Linked DNA regions of Anas platyrhynchos: region 1 is linked to region 2. Evidence: chromatin contacts called from public Hi-C data. All regions are on one chromosome and are shown on one strand. Each heading gives the region's core, a stretch centred on a gene start, on an enhancer-like site or on the middle of the called end of the contact. The rest is flanking DNA. Distances are from core to core; before and after follow the strand shown.

Region 1 (6,430 bases), core at 3,430-5,929, 170 kb after region 2:
CAATGGAAAAACAGCAACAGGCGCGTACAACAGGATACAAGCGAGGTGTGAGTCAGGCTGTTGTTAAAAAAAATAAGGAGAAAAAGAAAGCAAACATCCTGCTGAGCTGTCTGAATAAGAACAGCCTTCTCCAGGGGTGCTGCTGCTGCGTGCAAGCCCCGGAGAAGCTTTGCCTGAAGGTTGCAACCAGCTTTGGGCACACAGCAACGGGACAGAGGGGCTCAGCAGCGTGGAAGACACAAACCTGGTGGACAAAGCCCAGTGTCTGGGTCATTTAGCAGGAAAGGAAAGCTGCTGAGCACGAGGAAGCAGGTCCCAGCCAGCGCCGTGGTTCCCAGCCCTTCTTTTTGGTTTTAATTTGCTTGATATTGGCTGAGCGCGTGGCCACCCACCGGCCCGCAGAATAGACGAGATTAAACCAAACTGTTCCAGCTCAGCCCGCTGTCATGCGAGCCGCAAACGGGTGACTTGCAGCTTGGAAAAAAGCAGCCCCCGACCGGCTGGAGGGCACGGCTGGGGCTCGGAGCATCCCACGCTCCCCGGCTCCCCATGTGGTGCCCAGGCGAGGATCCGCACGGAGGGTGGTCAGGAACAGCCAGCGGCTGGAAAAGTCTGACTGGTGGCTGCCTCCACGCCGAGCTGGGACACCCAGCAGGATAAAAGCACCCACGTGCCCTCCGTGGGATGAAATATAACCGGGAGCTGTGCGTCCTGCAGCTCCCACCTGCCCACCGAGGTAGGGTAGCAGAGCTGGGTAAGAGAGCTGGGAACCCCGCTACAGGTCCTGGTTCATCTCTGCGGGGCCACGAAGAGCAGGGATATTTCAAAATGATGTTTTGGGGGTTAGCTCCTGCTTGGGGAGGCTGCCCTGGGAGATGCAGACAGCCCGTTACAAAGGCAGCGGCCACACAGCACCGCCTGCCCGATAGGCATTTAATCTTGTTTTCATTTTCGTGCTTTCAAAGGTTAATTTCAGAGAAGCCACACGCAGACATCAGTCCCTTCCTCACATGTTCCTCACGCTGCCTTTAACCTTGCCGTAAAGGCTCTGTTCCTGCAGAGACAACACAAAGCGCCCCTCTGGGAGCAGCTGAGATGTTCACCCATTATTGACGAACGCTCCCACAACACCCAGTAATTCATATTTAATCGTGGCTGAGTGGTGTTGTGGGTGAAAGATGAAAAGCTATGCAGGAAAATAGATCCTCTTGCCCCCAGCCAGAGCTACAGGTACAACGGGGAGGAAAGTGCTCCCAGACCTCATCTCCCTTGAAGGTCTCAAGGCTTTCGGGACATTGAGGCAGCTCCTACAGCCTCATCCTGGGTGTGTGTGTGAATTACCCCCTCCTCCGTCCCGTTCCTTCAGGTGGAGTTGTGTAACGCGGGCAGCTTTTCCCAGCTCTCCTCCATCTCTGGGTATTAGCTGCAGGATTAGGTCTCCCCCGTGTCAGACCCTGGGGAAGGACTGGGAGTTCATCCAAGGTCCAGGCCTTTGTTGGGTTTGCACATCGTGCAAAGGGTCAGTACTCCCGAGGGCCTTTATACGGAGCCCAAATCATAGCAAATTAATAGGATTTTGTGCAGGAATGAGGAGGATTTGCTTTCTCCTCGTATTTATTTGGACTAGCGCCAATAAGAGCCCGGGGATTTTCCAGACAGCACAGCCTCTGCTCAGATTTCTGCAAACAAGCCCCTGCAGACAGACAGACAGCATGGGAGGGAAACAACCACCAGGCAGGATTCGTTATGGTCACCTCTTAGCCACGCCACGTTAGCGTTCGGCACTCCAGGCTGCGGGATGCAAACAGACTGACTCGAGGAGGAAAATGAAAGCAGATTAGCTTGCACTTGAAAGAAAAACAAAGGAGTGCTTGAAGCAGCAATGCCTTGACCCCGTGAGCTCTCTGGCTGCACATGGGCTGGGGTGGGACCAAAAAAACACCCAAAACCCCAGAAAACTCCAAGAACCCCAGCTGGTTAAGTGCCCCACTCTGGGCCAAAGCACCACAGGGAGGCCCACAGAAAGCGGTTTCCTGATGTAAAGAAATATTTAAAGATTTCTCTCAGACCTCCATCTTCCTTCTACTTCAGTTCTTTGGGAAGGAAATTTCCACCCCCCCGCTCAGATGTCCCTCCATCCCTATCAGTCAAACAGGGACAGCTATGAATTACCGGGTGTTTGTCATATTAGAGATAAAGGAATTCTATTTTAGTCCCCCGCACCCAAGATTAGCCACGAGTGCACTGCTTAAATTCCAGTTTGAGATATGACACAGAGATGAGACTGGAGTTTGTGTCACATTTCTGTATCAGTGAAGACCAAAAGCGAGCCCTCAGGAGTCACAAACTCCCAAAATCCTACACCCAGCAGTAAGCTCCTAGTGTAAAGCTGAGCTTCTGGCTCCATCTGCTGCCAGGAAGATGGAAAAGATGAGAACGTGAACAAGAAACAGCCAAAAATAAATAAATAAACAAACTACAGCCTCGTCCTCTGCTCAACTAATGCCCTAACACTGCTGTTGAAAGGCAAAGAAAACAGAGGTTGCTTCATCATGGCAATTTCTAACAGGTTCAAGATGTGCAGTTCTTTACCCGGTGAAGACTGAGAGGCACTTGAGGCCTTTTAAGCAAATAACCTATTGGGGTAAATTTTAACTTTCAGGCATACTGTCTGAGTGCATAAATTCAGGTTTTTGCAGCCGTAAAGAATCCCAGAGGACAATGCCATGAGCATGGCTCCAAGATTGCCAGCAGAAAAGACAAAAACCTAAAGGAATCCTGCACTGTATGCTTCCTGATCCTCCCCACTTCGCGCTGCTCCTGCCTTTCCCTGCTTCACGTGGCGCCTTTAAACCTCAGTTTACATTTGCCCATAAACAAAGATTTATTTTTCTGTCAGAATACATATTCCATGATTTCACGCCAAGAGAAACGTCCGCGTTTTTTGGCAAAGAGCGCTGGCATATAGCACAATTCGGCATTGTTTTTGCAAACAAAGCTTCCAGTGAAGTCAATGGCAGCTCTGGGCACACGAGGAATGCTGCTTTGGCTCTTGGGTGCTTAGATTACCTCCCCGTGTTTGCACAGCACTCAGTGCACAGTCACTGTTCATTTAGGAAAGCATTTCATACACCATACCCGACACAAAGAAACAGCAGAACGCGTGCAGGCACTATGATGGAGACAGATTAAGCCTTTAGAGCCAAATGCTTGAAGTGACATCTTGTAAATGCACACGGACCTCCAGGAAATTTCATTGCTGTGGAGCTCCTGCTAAAGGAATGGACACCGTTTGGATAGGCAATTTGTGTTGAACACACAGATCCCTTTCAAATCCCATTTTAAATATGAATTTCAATTACAACAGCAGGAAGCATCACCAAAGAAGCGTCACTGCCATGCCTTCTTCCATATCAAGATGCATCTCTATCTCTATCAGAGAAGTACTTGAAAAGTACGGGGAAGGCATCGAAAGGGCATTCTCCGGGCTTGCTTTCCTCGCCTCTTCACTTCTATAATGCTAGGATGCAGAAACAAACCCATAATATTTTACGAAGCGTCTTATGTATTTTCTTTGCACGTTTCAGAGTATGTATTACACTAATTTGTAAATGATTTCCACTTTGGCATCCTTCAAATGCAAACTTTGTTCAGGAGCAGCGCCTGGCAGAGCTGTAGCACACTTGAGCAACTTGTACAACAAGCACAAACACGAAAGCACCGAACTTCTGGCGCTGAGCTGTTGGAGGCACTTTAGTTGTCTACATTTTTTTGGTAAGAGAAGCCCTGAAGAAAATTTCTAAGGCTAATTAAAATCCCAGACAACAAACCCAGAGACTGATTTACAAGCCCATTAGTTATATGAGCAGCTGCATTTGAGCTTGAGAGATTTAAGCCATGTCACTAAAATCTAGTAAGCATGAACTGGGATTTGGCCAGAAGACAGACAAAAAGACACTTTCCACGGTAAAGTTAGCCCTTGTTTTGCCCTCTCCTTCTCCAAACACACGCTACATATCACAGGCAGACGATCTTTCTTTACTCCCAAAGCAACGTATGTGGTTTCTTAACTCTGCTCCTGAATTTCTGAGCTGCTTCAGCAGGCACTACACACCTGCCTTCCTCACATGGTAGCTGTGGCTCTGGAAACAATGCAGAATTGAGGGCAACTTTCAGGTCAAAAAAGAAAAAATCCTTAATTACCCAGTCATTAAATAAGTGTAATTTGAGTTTTTGACTTGTCTTCAGAAAGGCTTTACATGCCTCAGTTTTTGTAAGCTCATCAAGGAAACAAGATTCAGGAAGCAACTATGGGATGAATAAAAAGCCCAGAGATCAGCCAGCAATGATCTGCTGTACAAACAGAAAAAAAAAAAAATCAAGTCCTGAGCAGACTTGGCCCAGTTAGTCTGCAACTGGAAAGTGGGCTGGACAAGATCAGAGCTGAAATCGATAACAAAGCCAGAGAAACCTTCTGAGTAAGAGGCTGAAAGACAATAAACCAGAACAAAATGTTACATGCGGGTTATTCTTGCTCGTTACACAAACAAACAAAATGAGGACAAACAGGTTCAAAGCTGTTCTTCAAAACAATTCGCACAGAAGGGAGCCTGCAAGCACAAGCTGAGAGATAAAAATATGCCACTGCAAGAAAACCCAAACGACAATGCTTAGACATGAAATGCAGTACAGCACACAGGCGGCACAAACAAGTCCAGCTCTGCTCAGCAGCAGCGAGGGCATGGTTGGAGCAGTGAATCACAGGAGAGCAAGAAGGATGAAGGGAAACATTACCTTGCAGGAAAAGTAATAGAATTTTACTGAGAGAAGGAGAAACCACTGAAACAGGAATGATAACGATCTTTACACGTGTTAAAGACTGTTGTACAGAAGGACAATAACTTGTTCTGTGGCCCTGATGGGCAGCAAGAGAGACACAGACAATAAATACGGTAGGAAACTTGCTAACTGTGAGGACAAGGAAGCACTGAAACAGGGAAAGGAGTCTTCTGTCCTAAAGCCCTTTCAGGCAATTATGCAACCAGTGGCATAACTGGGGCAGGGGAACGGACCTGATCATGTCCTTGGCTCCTGCCAGCCCTACTGCTCTATGAAAGTAATTTTTTTTGGCTAAGGATTTTGGAGGGTTCACCTTTTGGAAAGGACTCCAGCAATGATGTTCCCACTACAGTTTCTTTCAGTTACTTCACCTTTCCTGTTAGGTTGCAGAAGCACAGCCTGCAGAAATGGCAGCCTTCCCAGGCAACACCTTTCTGCATTTAATTCCTGAGGCTAACAGTCAGGGTGACACACTGCCCCTTGCACAAATGAGACCTTTCCAACTTGAATCACTCTTCCCCCATCCATGGCAGATGACTGCATTTTGTCTGAAACCAAGTAAGGTACACACCTGGGTAAGGCACTCACTGGGGTCCTGAAGGGCAGATTGGTTCATTTCTATGAACTGCATTGCCTTTCAAGCACCACAGCATTATTTACCATTTGCATGGTAAAGCACTCATCCTAGGGAACAAAAAAAAAAAAAGAAAAAAAGAAAAACAAACAGCAAGAGCTGCCATATAAAGAGACAAAAAGACAGACTGCTGTGGCTCTGGATAGAGGTGACTGCAAGTTTCTGTGGGGCTCACTCTTTTTCAGTAGACTGTGGATTTAAATTGCACATTAACTTTTTTTTCTTTTTAAAGCAAGGCATGTTTTAATAGAAACATCCAGATTATAGGAAGTTCTGTAACAGTAAAAACAGATCTGTATACTCAGATCTATTTTACAAGATTGCAAAGCCAAACACAGAGACCAGTCTTGAGAACAGCAACTCGAGTTATAAAACCAAAATGCTTTACACACGGAACACAGCCTGATGCTTGTCAAGATCACCAGCACAACACCCAGTTTGTGAAATCTTCAGCATTGTTTTTTTTTCTATCTGTAAATGAAAAACAGAAATTCTACCATAATGGCAAGCGCTTCCCCACTACAAGCATCTCACCAAGAGGCAAAAATACCAAATGTGATGCCTGGGAGAGTTCTGAAAGCTCAAGAGCACCCTTACTAAATATATATATATATATATATGTATATAAGTTATACTCTAAACTTTGGCCAAGACTTTCAATAATTAAGCAGATTTGTACAGATGTGCCCCCCTCAAACACTCTGACTCAGTTTGGTTAAGTTTCGACTAGATGAACAGAACCTCATCACTTCATCTCCACGTATTCCAAGATTGGAAGCTCTTTAAAATCATTATTAAATTATAATGGCTCTGAAGAAAATAAAAGACATAGCTTTTTTTTTTTCTTTTTTTTTTTCCTGTTTTTAAAGACTTAAGTCCTCTTAGATAAAAGGAATTAAAGATGCTTGCTTCACGTGCAGGCTTCATCGCACATATAACAACACACCAGCTCGGGTC
Region 2 (6,542 bases), core at 3,788-6,287:
ATCATAACATCATGTCAATCAACAGACCTCCTAAAATGCTACATAACCTGATTTTCAAAGCTCCTACATCTATGTTAATATGTCACAGAGAGAACATGAAGTTCTGTACTGGTAACTGATGCTGTTAATCACAGCACTGCCTATACTATCTAGAAGCCTGGCATTTAGTATTTGCTATGGAAACTGCTTCACAGCTTTGCACTCTTTATTGCTCTCTGGTCTTCTGAACTATTAATATAGAAAATCACCTTTTTTTTTTTTTTTTTTTTTTTTTTCAGAGCCCTAGTGAGATGGCAGACATCTATTTTTGAAAGGCAGTGTCAATCTGTTTTAACTGTGTGCAAGTTCTAATGACAGAAAATTATTTAAATAAATAAATAAATAAATAATCCAATATTTTCTTGGTTCTTGGCTTTAGAAACCACCAGTTTTTTGCTACCTTCACAAAGCCTTGTAAAAAACTCTGTGTATTTAAAAATATCAGGATATTAATCAATTAGGTTCCTCATATCCCCCTTTGCCTTGTTTTATTAAAGTAAGTGGTTAAGCAAGTAACAAGCTGGTACTTAGCAGCAGGCGAATTCCTTCCTATGTCTGTACACAGGGCCCTCCAAGTCTGTCTTTTGTCCATCCCATCTGGAGCTATGTGTGGTAGCCAGCACATCCACAGGCAGACACAGTCATTAAAATTGTCTGAGTCCCATGTAGGTGCATTAGCTGTAAGACAATATTCCTATAGGTTTGGTGACTACAACCCTGAGCTGGGTGTTTTATTACCTGTAGCCAATCCTTGGTGCAGTATAGAATTCATGAAAATAAAGAAAATGTGAACAATGTGAACTCTTCAGAAAAGTGATCCTAAGAGCAGAAACAGTTTTTAAGCACCCACAGGCAAGTGCACTTCAAATTTTAAATAATTAATGTGTAAAAATTCTTAGATCCCTTCCACGAGAGCAGTGACCAGTGAGTATTTCTCACTATTTAGCTCCCCTTACAGTCAAAGGACCAAATCAGGCTGGCACCAGCCCCAGTTTCTCCACCAACCCCTTGGGACTGCCCTTGGAACCTTTCATCTCTCACCATCCTGAGTCCTCCAGTCCTCAAGCACTTCAGTTCCTGGACTTCATGGTGCTAAAATTCCCAATCCCCTGGCTCTGCCAGGAGTTTAACTGCAGCAAAGCCTGCCTCCTGCAGTGCCAGACACCTACGGCTTCTGCCTCCTGAGGTTTTATCATGCTCATGCTAGTACATGTAGCCTAGTCCAAGTGCTTTGAACCTTCTGGCCTCAAAAGCTTAGGATTTTGATTGCTTGCCGAATTGTTCTGTCTCAAATACCTGTGTTAGCTCATGCTGCGCTGCCTCAGCCCCCCAGCCTTTAATTACACAGCAACACGTACCCACTGGCGTGTTCACTGAATAATACAGACTTCTGTAACACACAGAGGAGAATGGAAAACTATTGAAAATCAGCTTAATGTAAATGTATATATTCAGTACTTTCCAAATACAGTTTTTTAAAAGCTCAGCCACAGATACAAGAACAGGTCTGCTCTGCAGCACCACCTGCTGCAAAGAAATATGCTTGGTTTGACATCGAGCTCGAGAAACGTAACTGTTGAATCAAGGCACACATCATGCTCCTGTGGATTTGGGTTGGGAACAAGTGTTATAGGATTTACCTTGGGCCAAATGACGCAGCACTGCTGCACGGGGATTCAAGGATTGGCTCATATGTCCCTGTTTAAGAGGTGTTACTTAAATCCAGGTGGTTTTTTTCAGTCTAAGAAACTTTTTCAATGTTTTGGTAGTACTGCTGTGGCAGGGGATATTTCAGCTCCCCTCAGTTTGGTAATATTAACGTAAGGCAACACAGCATTTAAAAATATTTCTAAATGATTCAATAAACACTGAACTGACAGTTTAGCGTGCAACTGCTACAAAACTATTTTTTAGTGGTGAAGAATTTTTCATCTCTGTTTTTCCTGATATATTATCCTGTAGGGTATGTAAATAATGCACCAAAATAATAAATTCACAGAATCTGGGCTTAGGTTTGCCCATCACAATAAGAAAGAGGATTTTTGTTTATTACCTTTAAAATCCTTATCGGTCGTGTTGAGCTCTGAGAAGGGATTTGTGTTGGGCAGGATGGATCAGAGCAGCCTGGAAGATGTGCTGGGTACCCCAGTGCTGGCTGGCTCCCGCAGGAGGGTGAAAGGGGATTGCAATGCCGATGCCACGATACGACCAGCATCAATGGCACTCTCAGTTAATACACTCCAGGGTGGAAATGGCCCAGCTGTGCACCTTTTTTTTCCTTTGCCTAATTCTCCAGGTGCTCTTTGTGTTATGCTGGGTTATGGTGAGCTCGGTTACATACGATTTATGTTGCGTTAGGCATGCATCTGTGTTGTGTGGCGTTGAGAGCCGCCTTCCCTCTGCCCCTCGGTGCAATTGTAGGGAAATCTCCGCTAAACCCTTTCTGCAGGCTGTGAGCCGCAGCTGTCCCAGGCATGCCGGCTGAATTTCCAGCTATGCCCTGCCCTCTTGTGGTGTCCTGCCTGCCTCACCGCTCCTTGCTGCTCCCCAACAATCAGTGCCGGAGGACCACCCCCCCCTCCCCAAGCCCCAGTGATGCTGCGGGTACAGATCGGTACCAATGTGCACCTTAGTGAACCAATCAGGGGAAAATTACAGAAAAAAATAAAAATAAAAAATCTCCTAATGCCAACACTTTCCTCTTCTTAGCTATAAATGCAGCATTTAGCCCCTCTTTCAGATTTTTTTAGCCCAGTCTTATAGCTCCCGTTTTTATGTTGGCCCTTTCCCCATAATAATATAGTTGTTTTATTCCCTTTAATATAGTTTGCTCCTTCCGAAGCATTAATGCAGTGAGTGGCTGTTTTACGAGCCAGACAGAGGCAGCTGAGAGCCTTTCTGCAGATCCCATCCCACCCCTCCTTACCTTGAGGTGAAATCTCCCAGTACAACACGAAACAAAAAGCCCAGTCCCTGGTGAGCTCAGCTGATACCTTTCCAGCCAAGGCAACATGGTTTCCCCAAGTTATATCATTATTTTCTTGTCCTAAGCCTTTTCAGCTGATCAAAAAATCAATTCTTCCTTTCCATCTGACAGCTGCATGTCTCTCCTCTTTCTGCTTATTTCTCTGTCCAATTTCTTCTATTTTTTTGGCTACCTTGCTTGGTTTTATTTTCTTCAGTGCAATTTTGCACAATCGATTTCTCTCACCACTCCAGGATTTCATTTGACTCAACTGCAAGACTTCTTTCCTATGTCTCCCCCTCCTATACCTTCCTGCAACTGTTGTGTCACATCCTTTGGTCCTTGGTTCAAAAACCGGGGGAAAAGACCCAGCTTGGTTGGCTGTGCTGTGAGCATCACTGGTGAATAAGGCCTTTGGTCTCTGGGAAATTTAAAATATAAAATGTAAAATATTTGATAATTGGGATGTGCTGGTTTTAGATTTATCAAAAGCTAAAGCTCACATTATTTGCAAGTCATCTGTGGTTTAGGCCCCTGGAGCCTGAAATAAAGAAAGTTTTAGGAGCTGCTCCCAGGATGAGTTTTTCCTTCTACTGCAATGCTCTGAGTGCAAGCTCAACCCTTCCCTTTGCTCATTCCCATTCATTATTAAAGTAGAAGAAGAGATCATTTTCTAAGTGTGTGCACTACAGCCAGATGGAGGAAATAACTGTGAATTAGTCTGCACTCCGTTTTAATAGTGAACGGCTTAATGATAGCTTGCCTGTGTTTTCCTTGGGGAAGATGCTACTTGCAATGCCACCACTGCCATGCAATGAGTTGTTACCCCAGCAACTGCTACTTCAGTGACTAAATGCCAATTTTAAAGCTCTTAGGGTTATATTTTCAGCATTCTTCCTCTAGATCATGCACGGCAGATGGATGTACCTGGGGAGCAGGAGGGGCTGGGGACCCCTGCTGTCCCCATGGTCCCTCTGCTCTGGTGTGAGCATCCTGTGCCAGGCAGTGCTGTTAGTGCCCCAGCCCCAGAGGCATTAACCAGCTCACTGCCCTATACAGGCATTTTTTTTGCTCAGCAAGTGGATGCTCAGAAGCTGTGAGGGTGAGGGACAGGAAGCATTTCCTTCCTGTGAAATGCGATACGTTGATTGCTGTTTGTGCCTCTTTAAAACATTATTTTCTGTTAATTGGGGCTTAGTGTGTACACAGCAGGACTCTAATTTTCAACGGCAGATTTCAGCCTCGAACTCCATTAAGCCCCTGCCACTCTGGCAATCATTTTAAGGGCCTTTCAGTTGATGGAGGCAGCACAGAGAGCAGGCAGAGTTTCCACAGGAGCCGTGACTTAAAAGCAGGGGTCCCCAGCATGACACTGCCAAAATCTCTCAAGCCTCTGCTGCTGCTGACATCCTTCCCTTGACAGAGGCCGTGCCAGAGAGCTGGTCCAGAGAGAAGTGTGGATCAAAGTCTGTAGCAGTACCTCTGTAAGCCAGGATTCTCAGGACAGCAGTCTGGCAAGTGTATTAATGGCAATGATATGCATGTATTAATACTTAGAAGCACCGCTACAATAAATGGAGCCAGAAAATCTGGGCATTTGATGCCCTTTGGACATCTGAAAATAACTGGATTTTTTTTTTAACCTGCCTTTTCCTTTTTCAATGAAAAAAAAAAAAAAAAAAAGTCAAACCCACAACCTATGGCACACGTTAGCCACAAGATGGTACTGCAACACCAGCGTTTCTGTTAGAAAACTACTGCTCAGAAAAGCCTGGTTGGGCTTGCCTGTGGCAGGACTATCTGTTGGGAGATATCTATTACTTTTTTGCACCACATTTGTGCCTCGTCTATAATAAAAGAGCGTTGGTTGGAAGATGGATTAATTTCTTAGCAGAAAGTTGTATTCAGATCCGTGACAACCCCGCTGCTTGTTTTCAGTTTGTTTAGCTGAGGCACACAAGCCTGTGCTCTGGACTCAGCAGATAACAGCGTATCATTTTCTTTGTAAATCAGTGCCTGTTTTTCTTAGCAGGAGAGCCTTTGTTTTCACTGTGCGTCTTCCAGCCAGCCAACGTGCTTGGCCCGAGCATGCAAGGTCTTACAGAAAGCACATTTCGCATTCTTCTGCAGTAGCAGCAAGAACATTTGGAAACGACCCTTTCCTCAGTGCCTTTGGGCTCAGGAAGGCTGCATCCTCGCCTGATTACTTTAGTTCAGCAGAGATAAGAGTAAATAGGGAATGAAGCACACATTTTCTGAGCTCTGTGCAAAGAGCCACTGCTACACTTTGGCAAACACGAAAACATATTGTCCTGATAGTAAGTTTAAATTCTTGGCAAATTACTGCTCTTGGGATGTAGGACAAGTCAAGGCTACAGTGCATAACAACAAGAATATCATATTCTTTCACGTCTAGAACTGTCAACAGGAAGGTAAAGAGACTGGAAAATTTTTGGATGAGCCTTGTCACGTGTAGAGATTTGCTGTGAGGCCAGAGTGAAGCCACTGAACGGCAGTGGTACTGAAAAGGGGTCTGACACCTGCCATTACTCAGGAAGATCAAATGATATTTTATTTTATTCTGAGTCACCAGTTCAATATTTTTTTCCAGTCTGTACCAGACAACAAAATCCTTACCACCACCACCTCCATCCCTGCCCCCTAAACCTCCCAAGAGATGCCCTCTTTAATTTTCTACTTTTTAATATTTAGCCTTTCAATAACCCAGTGTCGTAAGGTGGTTCCTTGAGCACCAACGGCTCTATGTTGAACCTATCCTTGCTTGAGATGCCATCACTGTCCTCCTTTGCACAGGGAACCCTCAACCTTTCCCCTTCCTGTGAGCCATAACTAGGCAAGATTGTGATCTAGCAGTGTGCTGGGGCTGATTCAACCTAGGGCAGAAATTTTGACCTTGAAGCACGTTCTAATTTACATTGTACAAGTAGGCAATGGACATAGAGAAGCTCCCTGGCCATTGGTGAAATTAATGTTCAGCACCATGCCCAAACTAGTGCATATGATTTGTTTAGGGAATTGATGCTCACACTAAATGAAAACGACACTCATTAGCATTTAGGGTTGGTTAAGATAGTATCAGATCATGGTTGTAGCTGGCAACTAAACAGAAATACAGAAATGTGTGTCCATAGCAGTTATGTTTAATAAAATTTCCATAAAGTTTTACTGGCCATGTGGCGTTGATTCTAATTCAGAGAACAGCTAGCAGAAATGTGTAGTATAAATAAAATATAGAGTGAAAATTTTAGTGGTGAATTGATTCTGACTTTCTGATTCATGTTGCCATAATACTTTTTTTTAGACTGACAAAAAAAAATCCATTCTCACTCCTCTAAGTAGTTTTGATCTATAAACATTTCTGAACCAGAACTAAACAGTTCTAGTTGTCCAGAACAGCTTACCTAAATTTCTTATTTTAGGCATTCCAGACTCCAAACTGAATCCAAAGTTTCTCCACCATCCTTATAATAGCTTTTCCTCAAGTCTCTATTTTCAAGCCTTTTTTAAACTAGATGTA

The links. A called contact is a pair of places that touch in the nucleus more often than the background predicts.
Region 1: a Hi-C map of small yellow follicle shows a contact between it and region 2, with 6 times the contacts expected there. The contact joins two enhancer-like sites. A contact is called at or near these places in 5 of 8 Hi-C or Micro-C datasets (F1 follicle, F5 follicle, skeletal muscle and 2 more).

The regions. Positions count from the first base shown.
Region 1 is chr6:37,699,747-37,706,176 of IASCAAS_PekinDuck_T2T, forward strand. It overlaps OAT (ornithine aminotransferase), which reads right to left. Exons shown (of 10, transcript XM_027460290.3): 10 at 6,424-6,430. Among named protein-coding and RNA genes, the nearest start is that of OAT, 15 kb to the right of the region's middle. Within about 2 kb of position 4,680, at least 5 of the 8 cell types and tissues checked have an H3K27ac peak or open chromatin away from gene starts, as enhancers often do. A contact at or near this core is called in F1 follicle, F5 follicle and small yellow follicle, where this site is marked.
Region 2 is chr6:37,527,399-37,533,940 of IASCAAS_PekinDuck_T2T, forward strand. No RefSeq gene overlaps it. Among named protein-coding and RNA genes, the nearest start is that of CPXM2, 41 kb to the left of the region's middle. Within about 2 kb of position 5,038, at least 4 of the 8 cell types and tissues checked have an H3K27ac peak or open chromatin away from gene starts, as enhancers often do. A contact at or near this core is called in F1 follicle, F5 follicle and small yellow follicle, where this site is marked.